Linked DNA regions of Muntiacus reevesi: region 1 is linked to region 2. A link is a contact called in public Hi-C data. All regions are on one chromosome and are shown on one strand. The core of a region is the stretch at or near the end of the contact, and the rest is flanking DNA. Distances in the headings are between cores, read along the strand shown.

Evidence for each region. Hi-C and Micro-C count contacts between places; a contact is called where the count stands out from the background.
Region 1: a contact with region 2 is called in a Hi-C map of blood, with 2.4 times the contacts expected there. The contact joins the promoter of ST8SIA4 here to the promoter of FAM174A in region 2. A contact is called at or near these places in 2 of 3 Hi-C or Micro-C datasets (blood and muscle).

The regions. Positions count from the first base shown.
Region 1 is chr1:275,616,353-275,623,677 of mMunRee1.1, reverse strand. ST8SIA4 (ST8 alpha-N-acetyl-neuraminide alpha-2,8-sialyltransferase 4) reads left to right here and starts at 3,374. Exons shown (of 5, transcript XM_065919783.1): 1 at 3,374-3,829. The coding sequence starts at 3,717.
Region 2 is chr1:275,298,553-275,305,772 of mMunRee1.1, reverse strand. It overlaps FAM174A (family with sequence similarity 174 member A), which reads right to left and starts at 4,485. Exons shown (of 3, transcript XM_065919613.1): 1 at 3,847-4,485. The coding sequence starts at 4,289.

The sequences.
Region 1 (7,325 bases), core at 2,125-4,624, 320 kb before region 2:
CTGTGTAATTGCAGATTTGTGCTGAATAAAGACAAGTGTGTTCTCTTTATTGAAGAACTTACAGTCCAAAGATAGAGTGGAAATTTAGGAGCAACTTTAATTTTTCAGGATCATCAAAACCAGCATTCTAATGGAGGGCGGTAAGTTCAAAAGACACTTGTGTGGATAAGAGTTTTTACCCAACATACATATTTATGGCTCTTGTCCCTAATAGCACATTGAGAAGAATCAGGCTGTTCTCAACTTGGCCAAAGTGTTGGTCTCTATGCATTTCTAAACTTGGCAAATTATTGTGGATGCATATTTCATAAATCTAATAAGATGAAATAAATGATGTTAAATTATACTCTCAATGCTTAATTGTTCAAATATGGAAAGAAGGAATCTCTTGAATTCCGCTGAACCATTATCAACCATTCAGAAGTGCTCACCTCTGTGTAAAAGGTGCTCTGATTAACAGATTCAGAAAAAGCAGCAGTATACAATTGGAGAGTTCTTTTTTTTTTTTCCGTTTTTGTCTTATGTGTTCCCATAGCCAGTTCTTGGTTTGCTTTAGTTTTGTTGTTGATGGATTTGTTTTGTTTTGTTTGGGCCATGTGAACATTTTCACGAAACCTGAAGCTTAATTTGTGAATTAAACCTACTGTCCTCTTGAAGATTTTCATGTTGTAACTTTCCTATTATAAAACAGTTTGTGGAAGTTGAGATTATTACGATCACACTGAGGACTATGTCCCACTGTTTTCCTTTCCCATTTCTTGTTCCAACAGTACTGATCTATTCCAGAGCTCCGGCATTGTATTCCTTTCTGCGTACACATATCTTTCCTGTGCTTGCAAGGTTCAGCCCTCTGCCCGATTACCTCTTAGCTTTGTAAACGCAATTTATGTGTGCCCTTTCCTAGAAAGCTTACCTTCCTTGCTTCCAAAAACTTAAGCACTCTATGTGCTTCCATCCAGGAGCTTACCTACATCCAAGATACGTACTTCAAACCCTACTGTTAATTCATGGTGTCACAGTGCAACTTGGACTTCCCTGATAGCTCAGCTGGCAAAGAATCCGCCTGCAATGCAGAAGACCTGCACTGGTTGGGAAGATCCCCTGGAGAAGGGAAAGGCTATCCACTCTAGTATTCTGGCCTGGAGAATTCCAGGGACTGTATAGTTCATGGGGTCTAAAAGAGTCAGAGGCAACTTTCACTTTCACATTGCAACTTATTTTGATTTCTTTTTCTCAATCTGTCCCCCTCTGAGGGAGTGCTCTTCCTGTCTTGCTTAGATGCTATATTCTATTCACTTCTGTATTCCCAGGCACCTATGTATTTTCTGGTCTATAGTAATTGCTTAAGAAATGTTGGATGAATTTAATTAAATTATACATATTGCTCCATCAGCAACAGCAAGTAGTGTTTTATTTGAAATTCAGAATATGTTTGTTTACCACTTAAACATCAGAAGTTAACTTAGCTAACATCCTAATCATGCATTGCCCCCACTTCCTCTGCATCCCAGTACCCTTCTCACTTAAATAAGAAGCTGTTTTATTCTTGCAGTTTCTGCTAGTTGACAAGGCACTATGATCAAGCTGCATTAATGCAAGCGGGATTTCCCGAGACATCAATAAACTCAAAAGGCTCCCGGTGGGCCACTTGTAGTGTCAATAAAGGTTCATAATTACTTGCTCCTTTGAGCTTTTTAGACCCAACTTCCTTTCACTCTGCTGTGAATAGGAGGTTGGAGACCTGATAACTTTCTACATCTTAGGCAAAGAATGGCAAACATCACCAGGGATCCCGAGTTTTAAAGCAAAGGTGTTGGCTGTTATCCTTGTTATTTTACCCTGTCAAGGGACTAGAAACTTTGCTTTGTCACTATTGCTCCCCTCCAGCAGAGGGTTGGCTGTGAACCTCACCATTTCTAGGCTCAGGGAGGTGGAAGCCCTAGGGGCCAAGAGTGGATGACAGCAGAAGCCACTGCTCAACCTGAAGGAACAAGAAACTGAATTGAGAGAGCCTCTGGGGGCAGGGCTAGAAGCAGAGAGTCTGGGTCCTGCTCAGATAGATGGGGGAATTCTGGCTTCCAGGCACGTCTCACTTTGGTACTGGCTCCCGCAGGCACCTCCACCACACCCACATCACACAAAAACCAAACCAAGGCAGACTAAGCTGCAAGCTTCTCCCTGGCTGAGGCTAGGGGACCCAAGACTTGGAGAGGGACTCTAACTGAAGACTAGAAGCTAGGAAGGAAAAAGTGCTCCCGCCACACCGCACAATACAGTACGAGTCAAACAATCAAACAAAAAAACAGTAGAGGGAAAGAGAGGGTGAAAATCGGGCTAAATACAAATTACTAAGACTTTGAGAGAAAAGCTTGCTGTTCTTCCTTTTCCCCCTTCTTCCTCCCTCCCTTCGTTTCTTCTCTCTTCCTTTTTTTCTCCTGGGTGTGTGCATGTGTGTATGCGTGTATGGGTGTGTGCGTGTGTGTATGCGTGTGTGTGTGTGTGTGTAAGTCTACTTGCGTTTTGAAAAGGAGATTCTGCTTTTCTCAGACTCTGATCTCTTCGCAGGAAAGTTAAAGTGGGATTGGAGTTTCCTTGACTTCTGCGTGAGGAGTTTTCAAATGGCAGCGATCGTCCCTCCTAAATATCCATCAAATCCCCGATGACACCTCTGTCATCACTGGTTCCTTGCCAGATTCTGAGCTGGGCTGGTCATCCACCACCACCACCACCCCCCCCCCCCCCCCCCGGAGTGGGAGATCGGCTCGAGCGCGCGTGTGTTTGCCCTTTCGGGATGGAGCGGCGCCCAGCATATTAAACGTCCTCCAACCCCCTCTTCCTCCCGCCCCCAATTCACTCCCCTCTGGAGGGCGTGCGTTTGGCGTGTGTGCGCGCGCGAGGGTGTATATTTAGCAAAGACGACTGGAAGCGGCTACCCCTCTTGCTAGCCACCCCCAGCTCTCAGATCGCGTCTCCGCTCTGTGTCCCCAGCCCGGGGTCCTCTCCACGCGGAAGCGGGCAAGACTATCTAGGTGCACCCTGGTCCCCAGATCGAGCTCAAGCTTTGCTGTCCCGAGAGGACGAGCTGACTTCTTCCTCAGGCGCTGCTCTCTTCCCACGGTGAGCGAGTACTGGTGCGTGCGTGTGTGTGTGTGTGTGTGTGTGTGTGCGTGTGCGTGTGTGTGTGTGTGAGCGCGATTGTGTCTGTACACGACTGAGCTCGCGAGCTTCCTCTCTACGCACCGCGCAGGCAATGCCGGCGACGTTACTCTGCAAGCAGCAGCCGGCGACCGAAGGCAACAGCAGCCTCCGCCCCCTCGGCGCCGTGATTGGCTGGCTTTGCTCATCATTTCCATGCTAGCAAAAAGGGAAGGGCCAGTGACGCCCCCGAGCCCCGCTGCAGAAGCGGCCGCCACCTCCGATGCACAAGGTGTCTCTCCTGCAAAGGAAGCGAAGCCCCAGGGAGGAGGCGCTGGACCGACCCGGGCAGAGCTGGAGGGAACCGCGAGAGAGAGCGCCCCGCGCAGCCCTCGGGGACCAGCCGGAGCTCGGCCGCAGAGGACCCTCGAGACCTGCTGGGGAGATCCCGGCTCCACGCTCTCCTCGGCTTTTACAGACCCACCCCCCGCGCCCCGCGACTCCCTCTCCCCGGAACGGAGTCCTTCTATGAAGAGGAGGTGAGGGAGCTGGGGCCACCAGGAGTTTCCCGGGCGCCCAAGATGCGCTCCATCAGGAAAAGGTGGACGATCTGCACGATCAGTCTGCTCCTGATCTTCTATAAGACAAAAGAGATGGCCCGGACCGAGGAGCACCAGGAGACGCAACTCATCGGGTAAATGCAAAGCTTCATTCTAGGATCTGACCAAAAGTCCAGCCGTGAATGAGATGTGAATAGAAGCGATCGCGTGAGGGTTGGGGTCGTGTCGGCGGTGGGGTCCGCCTGCGAGGGCTTAGTCTGGTGAAGTAAATAACAAAGGGTGTTGTGGAGGTGTGTGATTTCTCCACGGCGGGTTCTCAGTAGGAGTTCAGCTTGCCCTGCGCGGTGATAGTGACAGCTGCCTTGGTGCCGGGCTCGAAAGCCAAAGAAGTCCCCGCAGAGTGTCAACAAAGAACGGGCACTCTCGCCCTTTTTACTCCCAGGGCAGAACTCGGTCCAGATGTTTTTATTGCCCTTCTTTCTCTCTGCTAGCTCTAAAGGGAGGTACCAGCAGAAGCTGGCTTCCTGAAAGGCTGAAGTTAAAGCCCAGAAAGTAGGAAATGCGTCTCCTCTTCTTCACAATTGGTTTGTTTGCTTTTTTTTTTTTTTTTGGCGTCGAGTAGATCTGTGTATCATCATTTTAATTAGAAGCTCCAGGTCAACCAATGATACTTCCTTCTTTGCTGTCCCTGGGTCAAATGCATGGGCGTCATGGTTACAGTTTTGGAAACTGGGTCCTACTTCACACAGACTAGATTTCTGCTTTTTCTTTAGTTTGTCTAGATGAGTTCAGAATCTTCCTCCACCCTAGTCAGTTCTCTAAATATCACACTTCCTTCCTCCCTCCCCCCGGCCTCTGTGACTTTGAAGTTTACCCAGGAGGTGGTTGCAACTTTCTGTTGCTTATATAGATTGGAAGCGTTCTCTCTCTCTCTCTCTCTCTCTCTCTCTCTTTCTCTCTCTTTCCTGAGGATGTGACCCCTGGTTGTCAACTCTGCTCAAAGTCCTGTTTCGGAAATCCTGCCTCATCCGGAGGTGTCTGCTGTTGCTATCTGAAACTCCACACTGGCAGAGATGCCAGCCTGGTTTTTCTTTTCCCTAAAGATGAGGACGAAGATAGAACCTTTGCATGTTGGGGCGGGGAGGCGGGGGCACAGGGCGGCTAAGACGTGTGTGTGCGCGCGCGCACACACACACACACTAAACTTAACGCACTCCATTTCTTAATATTCCTGCTCCTCCCTAAGTAAGGAAAATTTAAGTGAGCAAAACGCCGGCTTATCTGTACAGAAGACGTTGTTCTTTGATAGAAAATTCACACAGAACTACAGTCGAAGGGGACTGGAAAAGAATGAAAAAGCCAGAGAGGCATGTGCGGGATGGTTGTTACGCCGCAATAAATCCAAACGGGCTATTCGGGAAGGAGGGTCCCCGAACTGGGTGAGGTCCTTCACACCGGGAGGGGGTGGCTTGAACCTTCAGCCTGGCTCGATTGTCAGAGAAGGACTGGGCGGGGGGCGGGGGTGGGCGGGCATCCCCGGGTGGACCTGGGGCTTTGCAGACTGACAAAGGGGTCTTTCGGGAGGTGGTGAACCGGCGCCCGAGGGAGAGAGGCTGAGTCTGGGCTTGGGGGTGGGGGGATCGAGGCTCTCGGTGATCTTCCGGGCTCGGTGGGCTCCGCAGATGCGCCTTGAGCCCAGACAAAGCGGCCGCGTCCTCGGCCAGGACTCCGAGGGTCGGGGCCTCGGCGGCGGGCCACCCTGGGGGTGGTGAGCGGGAGAGACTGGTGGGGGAGGGGGTCCCCCGGGGAGCCCTCTCCCCAGGCCTCCGTAACCCGCCGGTGGGAAGGCGGGGCGCACCCCGAGTCCTGGGATGCTCCCCCCTTCCTGGGCGACTTGCCTCCTGTGGCCTCTGCCTGCCGGTGGGCGCAGGCCAGGGCGCTCTGGAGGAGGAGGTAGGGGAGGAGGGTGAAGGCGGGGGGCTAGCAGGCTCTGGCCAGAGGGTCGGGCCAGCCCCGCGGGGCTCCTCTCGCACCTTCCCCGGGCCGAGCCCGCCCCTCCGAGGATGCGCGGGGCGGGCGCATCCAACAGGAAGAGGGGTGCGCGGAACGGGGGTTCTCTTGGTTCCCCTCCCTCCACCCCCCCCCCCACCCCGAGAGAGCTGCCCGCCCGGGTGGAGGAAGCAGTCTCTATTGCAAGAATCAGGTCCCCTTTACAAATAAAAAATAACTTTTACTGCTCCAGTCGGCCCCCGCGCGCCTCCTCCCTAATTAAAACCCGCAATCACGGCCACGCGGGGGGCGCGCGCGGGTCGCTGAAACCTGGGAGTTGGCGCTGCCCGGGGTTCGGGGGCGGGGGGCGCACCGGGAGAACAGCTGGTCCCCCCAGCCCACCCTCGCCCCAGCGCTTTCCCCTCGGCTGAAACGTGCCCCTGAAAAGCGGGGGTAGCCGTTGATGATTTCAACTCCCCCTGAGTAGTGCTTCTGGTGGCGGGGTTGACTCATCCCAAACAACGGTTCTTCTTATTGACTCTCTTTCTGCCCAAGCCACGTGGAGGGGCTGGTCTCTTTGGAGATGAGTAACCCAGCGCGGCGGTTTGGCCGCCGGAACCCAGCCGGTTCATCGCCAGAGGTAAACAGGAGGCTCTGACCTTTGGGGGCGCCGCTGCGTACCTTCTGAGTGGGCCGTAGATTCGGTGAAGGGCAATTCCATAGTCCTTGGATCTTAGAACATCCTTCTGGATTCGGATTTAGCGTCCCTGCTTCCATTTGGCAGCAGACAGGTAGTTTCTTTCTTTATTCCACCTGCCTGCCTTTTAACACTGGAGGTCCCACCTAGAGTCGATGTGCCCTGGTTCTTCTTATATACAGGGTCGAGCAGTCATTCCACACAGGGGGAAGAGAAGAAACAGCCGCTCAGCTTCCCACAACAAGCGTCCACATTCACAAATCCCCAGAGGAATTCCAGCAGCATGTTTGTCATAAGTAATGATTGAAGAATAGGTCGACTAATTATTGGATGTTCAGAATTGTTTCTTTCAAAGCTAGCCTATTAATTTTCTGATCTGTTGGCTAGTTAATAAAGTTAAACTGAAAGGGCATTTAGGGGTATAAAGGAGTCTGTTCTTAACTGATATTTTTACTTAATGGGAAAATACTTACTTCCCACCAAATGGGAAATGGGAAAATGGCATTTGCCTTTCAGTTGGCATATTCTTTTACTGACTCTGTGTTCTTTGGATATAATTAGAAACATTCTAACTTAAAGGTCTTACAGATAAAATTACAGATAAAATTATGTGGGCTTACTCATTTAATGAAATAATGCATTTGGGAAAGTAACAAACTTGAATACCAAATAGACATTTGCTCTGTTACTCCTTAAAACTTGCCACATACTTTTTTAATGGTGGATTTTAAATGGCACTTTAACTTACTTTTCTTATTATCTAGAGATCTCCTTTTTCACTTGACTGTGCACTTTAGGTTGTCTGACTAGATTATCTCCAGTATTAGTTCTGAAACTTATGATAGGATTGACAGTGGAGATAAGTATTCATACTTATTTTATCATTGTTAGCAGTGTTCATTCCAGTTTGATCTAGGGCAGAACACACTCTGGTAACTCAGGAA
Region 2 (7,220 bases), core at 3,236-5,735:
TATCTGAGGTTACTGACATTTCTCTCAGCAATGTTGATTCCAGCTTGTGACTCATCCAGTCCAGTACTTTGCCTAATGTACTCTGCATATAAATTAAATAAGCAGGCTGACAATATACAGCCTTGACATATTCCTTTCCCAATTTTGAACCAGTCTGTTGTTTCATGTCAGGTTCTATCTGTTGCATCCTGACTTTCTGAGATCTCAATATTCTTCCAGGAAATCCCCTTTAGTTTAAGTTTGTCAGGGTCCTTCTATGTGTTTAATTAAAATAGTAACTAATAGAAGTAGTAATCTAATATTCCTTTAATATTGGAAGGAAGCATTCAAGGAAAAATACAGAGGAGATGGAAAATGTTATTTCCTTTGAAAAATCTAATAAAATAACTGTTTTCCCTACCCGAACATTTCTCAGTCTAATCAAACCCAGTTCATTTAGTTAATGTCTGACTGCAAAAACTGTACTTAGCCTTAGCTAAACAATGATTTGTAAATAGCCTTTGTTCTGAGGTTTTTGAGTCTTCCCTAGGCCCACACTGATCCCTGATTAAGAACTAAGAATGCTCATATATTAGGCAACTGCTTACCCAGTACCTACCATATTTGTACATAATGTTCAGCACTGGAGATATAATAGAGAATAAGACATACAATGAGTCTCTTTTCATAAAGACTATATACCAATCTTAGGAAGCCTACTCTATTCCTTCTATATATATATATTTCAATTTCCACAGAGAGAATCTAATTTTTCTTTGGAATATTTTTAGACTCAGAGGGGAAGTTACTTCTAGTTACACATTCATAATATCTAAACTAGATTAAAAACAATACAGAAGTTTTATGGAGTTCAAGTACAAGTAAAATATTCTGTGTTTTCTCATATCAGTTAACGAAAGGATGATTTTTGGCCCATTCTTCCCTGTTGGCACAAATAAATAATGCTGCTATGTTGCCACACCTATTTTGGAAGTGGAGAGTCAAAATGGATATTCACCAAAATAAATGATTTTCATAATCTGAAAGCAAAAAAGAATGAGTTCTGTTCTGAACAGTGCCCAGACATAGTTAGCATCAATCAAGTTGGACATCAGGTGGCCAACTATATTTAGAAGTTGGCTTGAATGAATGTACTAGATACTGGTTAAAGAGTCCAATTTTTCTTAGCCATAGATTCAGAATTTTTCTGTTAACAGAAAATGTTAGTGAGTCATTCAATAGAATCAGACTGAAAAGACTGTACCCTTATAAGCTTTACAGAAATGAAGATGGAAAATCCATGGCAAGAAATATTTATATTTTAAGATTACAGATAAGGTAAAAGCAAGATGAAAAAAGATCATCCCCCAAAAGTTATCATCAGACTCATCATTTATTTTGCGTATGAAACAATACTTAGGGTACTCCCATTCTATATGGAAAATAGACAGCATTAAATAACAATTACATGGTGAGAAAAATAATTACTGCTCAATTTTCTTCTATTTTTTTTTTCATTTCAAGAAGAAAGTTTCACTTTGGTGGTTATACGTCTGTAACACCTCATGAACACTTTCCAGCTTTCTCTTTAATAAAAAGTGGGCCTGGATTTGCTGGGTTTTGTGAACCAATACTATGCAACTCAAATAATGTTTTCACCAGTGATTTTCAAACATTTTGAACTTAAAATTGCTTTACATTCTTAAAAATTATTTAGGACCCTGAATAGCTTATAAATATGTGAATTATAAATATCAATTCTTATATATTAATTAAACCTAAGAAAATTTTAAATACCATTTGCTTTTTAAAATTATAATAAATCCACTACAAATTAAATAGCTCTTTGTGAAAAATACATTGTCAAAAAGAAAATCAACAAAGGTGAAAAATGGCACAGATTTAGATTCTTTTTCAAATCCTGTTAATGTCTGGCTTAAATGTATAGAACTAGATAGAAAATGAAAAGAGAGAAATTAGAAAAATAGAAAACTGCTAGATTTTCCTATCTGCTTCAGCCTTCAATCATTTGCTATGTGTTGTCTGGTTGAAGGCTAAGAAGAAAATCCAGGTACAGTAGATACGAGCTTGGAAAATGGAGGTACATTTTAATAGCTTTTCTGATACTGGTGTTTATGTTTTTTTGATAGAACACCAAAACTCAACAAGAGGTAGTTATGACACTTATGAGTTAGCTGCACTGTGGAATTTGAAACTATATCAATGAACTTCTTGTGTCCTATACACTTATAAGGGAATGTATTATTTTGAAAATAGTCTCAATCTTGCAGATACCTGAACAAGTCTTAGAGAACCCTCCCATCCTCCAGGGTTCCCTGGATGACACCTCTAGAACCACTGGCTTAGGCTGTATTTTTTCAGTTAGTTATTTAAGCCAAGGAATGTTTTCAAGAAATATATGAAATAGTTGAGCGTAGGCAGTTATAGGAAAAAAAAGTGAAATAATTTGGAGAACCAGTGCATTCCTACACACCTACCTCTACCTCTACACACCTACCTACACACCTTCTATTCCTTAAATAGAAAGAATCTACCGAGTGCTTCCTTAGCTCTTCTCCTGGCTGGCTGCTTCTAACAGTGAGTTCTCGGCTCTGCATGCCAGCTCTTCAGAGAGGTGGTCCCCAACTCAGTTAAAGAGCCTTTATTACTATTTTTCCAAATCGGTCTCATTACACAGTTGGAATGTTATAATACCATGACTGATGCCATTAAATAACTTTACTTCTATAACAATGGAATGTATCAAGTGGGAGTTACTTACAACAGTATAAAATATCACTAATTGAACTATGTAATTCCTTGTCTATTTGATAAGGCATTAAAGTGAGTAGAAAAATAAATGATAGTTATTCATAACCTGGTACAATGTAAGCTCCTGGTTTACTTAATCAAAAGTTTGATCACAGATTTGGACAGATATCATGTTATTAGAGAAAAAAAATTCAAACAAAGCAAATGATGGACAGTACAATCAACCATGATCATTAGATATCGTGGGACACCACTTTATTCTCCTAGGTCAGTTTTATCATATGTAAAGTGAAAAATATCATTTAAGTGTCCGTATTTGTATCAAATCTGAAATTTAAGTAATTCTCTAATAACATTCTATAGTAAGAATAGGTTCAAAAAACTATTCAGGTGTAACTTTAAACCTCTGAATGACTTAGAATTATTTACAGATGAATTCATTTTAGAAAAGTTTTTTTTGTAAAACAGCAAATCTATTTACTAATACAAATTTTTGTAAAGTTAAAATCATATATAATTAAGATATTAAACATACTCTCCAGCATTATAACGTGATCATATTTATTACATATTTTTTTTCCTTTGCTGCACAGGTATCAGTTTTCCATCTTATCAAGAAATCGGTAAACACTTCGCATCGTTTATTTAGTGTCATGCAAAATGAATGCTAGACATTTCTAATGGAGACTCTAATAACGACTGAACCATACGAAGTTATCAGTTTTCCCGGTTCAAAAGAGATGGAAACTTCATAAGGTACAACCGACGGTGGCAAGTTAAAAGTCAACAGCAAAAAAGTGCTGTTAAAAGAACTTCTCTTCTTTTTACCTTTTATAAAATAAATCACCCTTAAGATCATTTTGCATTACTATTAACTTAAATATTGCTACAGAGGTTCGATGCTAATTTATAATTTAACATGAAAGGGAGGCAGCAGGGACTTGGTGGTCTAAGCACTCCTAAAGGTACCACAGGCTTTCAAGACCGTCCTCGTCACAATCTCACTCAGCAGGCACCACCTGGGGTGGTGGGAGGAGGTCAGCAGATAAGCGCGCCTCAGGCCTGCCGGGGAGGCTCGGGGAGGCTTCGCCTCACCTGACCGTCCTGACGACGAAGTACACCAGCACCGCGCCGCTCACCACCATCAGCACGGTCAGGGCCCGCTGGGTCATGGGCTTGTCGCCGGGGTCGGGGCTCACGGCCAGGACGCCGCCCGCCGGGCCCCCGGCCCCCGCCTTCCCGCCGGGGTCGTCAGCGGCCGGCCCCGCCCCGGGCGTGCTGCCATTGCCGCCCTCGGCGCCCCGCGCGCCCGCGGCTTCCAAGGCCGGAGCGCGGCCCGCGGCCCGGGCGGCGGAGGGCTCGGGCGGCGGAGGGGGCCGGGTGCGCGGGCCGCGCGCCGCGGGCCGGGGGTCGGGCGCGGCCCGCGCTGCTGGCGGCCGTCCAGCTGAGGGCCCGCTCAACTCGGGCAGCAGCAGCGACAGCAGGAGCGCCGAGGCCAGGACGCGGCTGAGGCAGCAGCTGCAGAACGTCGGCTGCATGGTCCACGGCCGGCTCCCTCACCGCGCGCGAGCTCCGGGGCCCGCCGCCCTGGCTCCAGGCGGGACCATGGGCGTGTTAACTGAAGAGACGGAGGAGAACCGCTGACTGGACCCGGGACGAAGACCTGGCCGGCCGCAGGTGGCGGAGGCGGCAGCCGCGGCAGCTGCCGGCGACAACCGGAAGTTCGTACATCTCAGCTGCCCCCTGCTACTAGGGACGCTCGTGGTTGCTAACCTTCCGGGGCTGGCGCGTTCCGTGACGTCAGGTGTGTGAGGCCGTCTGCGCCGCGCGCACTTCCGGAAGGCAAGGGGAGAGAGCCTGCGGTTGGCTCCCTAGAAGGAAAGCAAACCGGAAGAGAGTTGTGTTAAGTGTGCGGCAACGCATGCAGCAAGTGTGCAGGAAGAATCCGGGAGAGAGTGGAAGCTCGTAATTTGAGTTTGTTGGTGCAAAACTGAAGAAACACAGCCAATCATTTATTTAAGACCTCCTTGACGTTTCCCTCAGCTCAGATACACATTTTACTAGACAGGTCGGTCGGCTCACTAGAAAGAAAGGAAACAGAGTTGGTGTCAAATGTGCAGCAGCTCTTTGCAGGAAGAAACCGGGAAAGATGGGAACCTCATACTTTGAGTTTGTTGGTACAAAACTGCATAAACACAGCTAATCATTTATTAAAGACCGCCTTGACGTTTCCCTCAGCTCAGGTACACATTTTATTAGGTATTTTTTTCCTGCCTCTAGGTCCTTGACCTAGAGCATTGCGTTAGAGAACTGGTAACTCTACCACTAATTGGTACAGGTATTAGTAACTGGTAATTGATTGTCTTCATTTTAGGAATGTAAATCTTTTTAAAAGTTCTTTCCCGTGTTACAACCCAGGGCTGTGTTTCTTCAGGAACTAGTAGTCATCCTTTTAAAATGTCAGGAAAGGAGACATCACCCATAGCTCCCAGTCTCCTTGGGAGCGTAGAAGCCTAAGTTAGGCAGGCGCTTTGTTTGAAGTTGTAAAACGGCCTCCCGTCATGCAGCTTAGAGAAAAGTTACTTTTTCTTCGTGAAGGCTTCCCTAGTAGCTTAGATGGTAAAGTATCTGCCTGCAGTGCAGGAGACCCGGATTCAACCCCTGCATAGGGAAAATCCCTTGAAGAAGGAAATGGCAACCCACTCAGGTATCCTTGCCAGGAAAATCCCATGGACAGAGGAGCCTGGCGGGCTACAGTACATGGGGGTCACAAAGTCGGAATTTCCTTTGGGTAAACAGAACTGGCCTAAGAGTTTTCCTACTCTTAAAATATCTTAAGCTTTCTGTTGAGTTGAGTTCAAACAGAGTCCTGGCCCCTCTTTTCTGTTGTGATCGTCTTGAATAAGTCTCTGCCTGTTTAACTTTGACATCAGTAATGTGGAACTTTGGGGTGAGCAGATATAAACAAAAACAACAGACCAGAAATTGAAGTTAGTATCTGTTCTTTTAAAAACTTACTCTTTCAACAAAATTTTAGACTTTCTACTCCTTCAGAACTGTATTTGAGTATTGAACAGTAGACGAGACATCATCCTTGCTCTCATAGCCCTTAGGGTCAAATGGAAATAACACAATAGTCCCATTCATTCTTATTTTGAAGTGCATGTTATAAATGACAAGCACAGAGTCTATAGTAAAAATTGTGTAAACAACTATTGTAGGTAAGGTGGTCAGTATAGTGTCTTCTAGCTGCTTGGGGCTAATAGACTCATGCAGTTGCTCCTGTCACGTAGAGTTGCAGGGACTAGGCATCTTAATGCTCGCTTCCACTGTGAGGAAGACCATTGGTGACACACACTAATTTTAGTTTCCAACCTGGACATTTATCAATAATGAAGTGGCTCCTTGGGTTTCTTCTCTCCCTTATCCACAATCTTATTCAGAGCCTTACATGGAAGATTAGTATTTAATGGTACTCCTTCCCACTCCTCAAAAAAATCCAATATTCAGCACACCAAAAAACAAAACAAAACAAAAGCACCATCTTTCCTTCCTCACAGTGTCTTGATTTACCATTGTGTTCCTCATCTTGATTAATGGCATTATTCTTTACTCAGGTGTTCGGATGTAAAATCTTGGAGTCATCATTTATCCTTATCTTTCCACCTGCAACAGTGCTTACTGGTTATGGCAGTATAGTAAATAATTCTGAAATAGCAGAGTTAAACTGATGATTCCAAATGATTAGAGCATTCTAATCATTCTAGTGTTTCTGCAGCTAGGTACTTGAATCAGAATCAGAAATGGAATTTGTTAAAAATGTCGGTTCTAGGTCACTAGTCCAGAAATTCTGAGCCAGAATTTTGGGGATTGGGAACATGTATTCTGTATGGATTTTTACTAAGCTCTCAGGGTAATTTTTATTTGTACTAACATTTAAGAATCTCTTCATTCCCTCACCACCTATATCCAACTGTTATCAACTTTTTCCCATTTCCCTAGTGTCTCTGTCATTAATCAGCCCTTTTCTGTTCCCTGCTTCTGATAAACAATTATTTTTAAATTGCTTGAGATCTTAAGCAAGCAGAGAAGCTGCAAATTATTGTGATTTTTGCATAATACCATATTATTTGTAAACTGTCATGAAACAGTATTTTCAATTCCATCACAGGAACTAGGAACCAGTTTCCTGGGAGAAAATATTGTATTTTGCTTGTGTAATATAAAATGACAATTTGGGGCACACATGCCTATTTAAAAGACAGAATGGCCAACTAATTGGTGTTTCTGAATTTTTTCTATTAGTAATAATGCTACTTGTTCATTTAAATGTTTTTGTCTTACAAACAAGTTGTATCAATCAGGAGAGATTTAAAAACATAAAAGAAAAGAAAAGTTATACTTACTTAAATTAACCTGCATACTAGGAAAAGACCCCTATTATTCTGATTTATCAGGGAACACCCCAG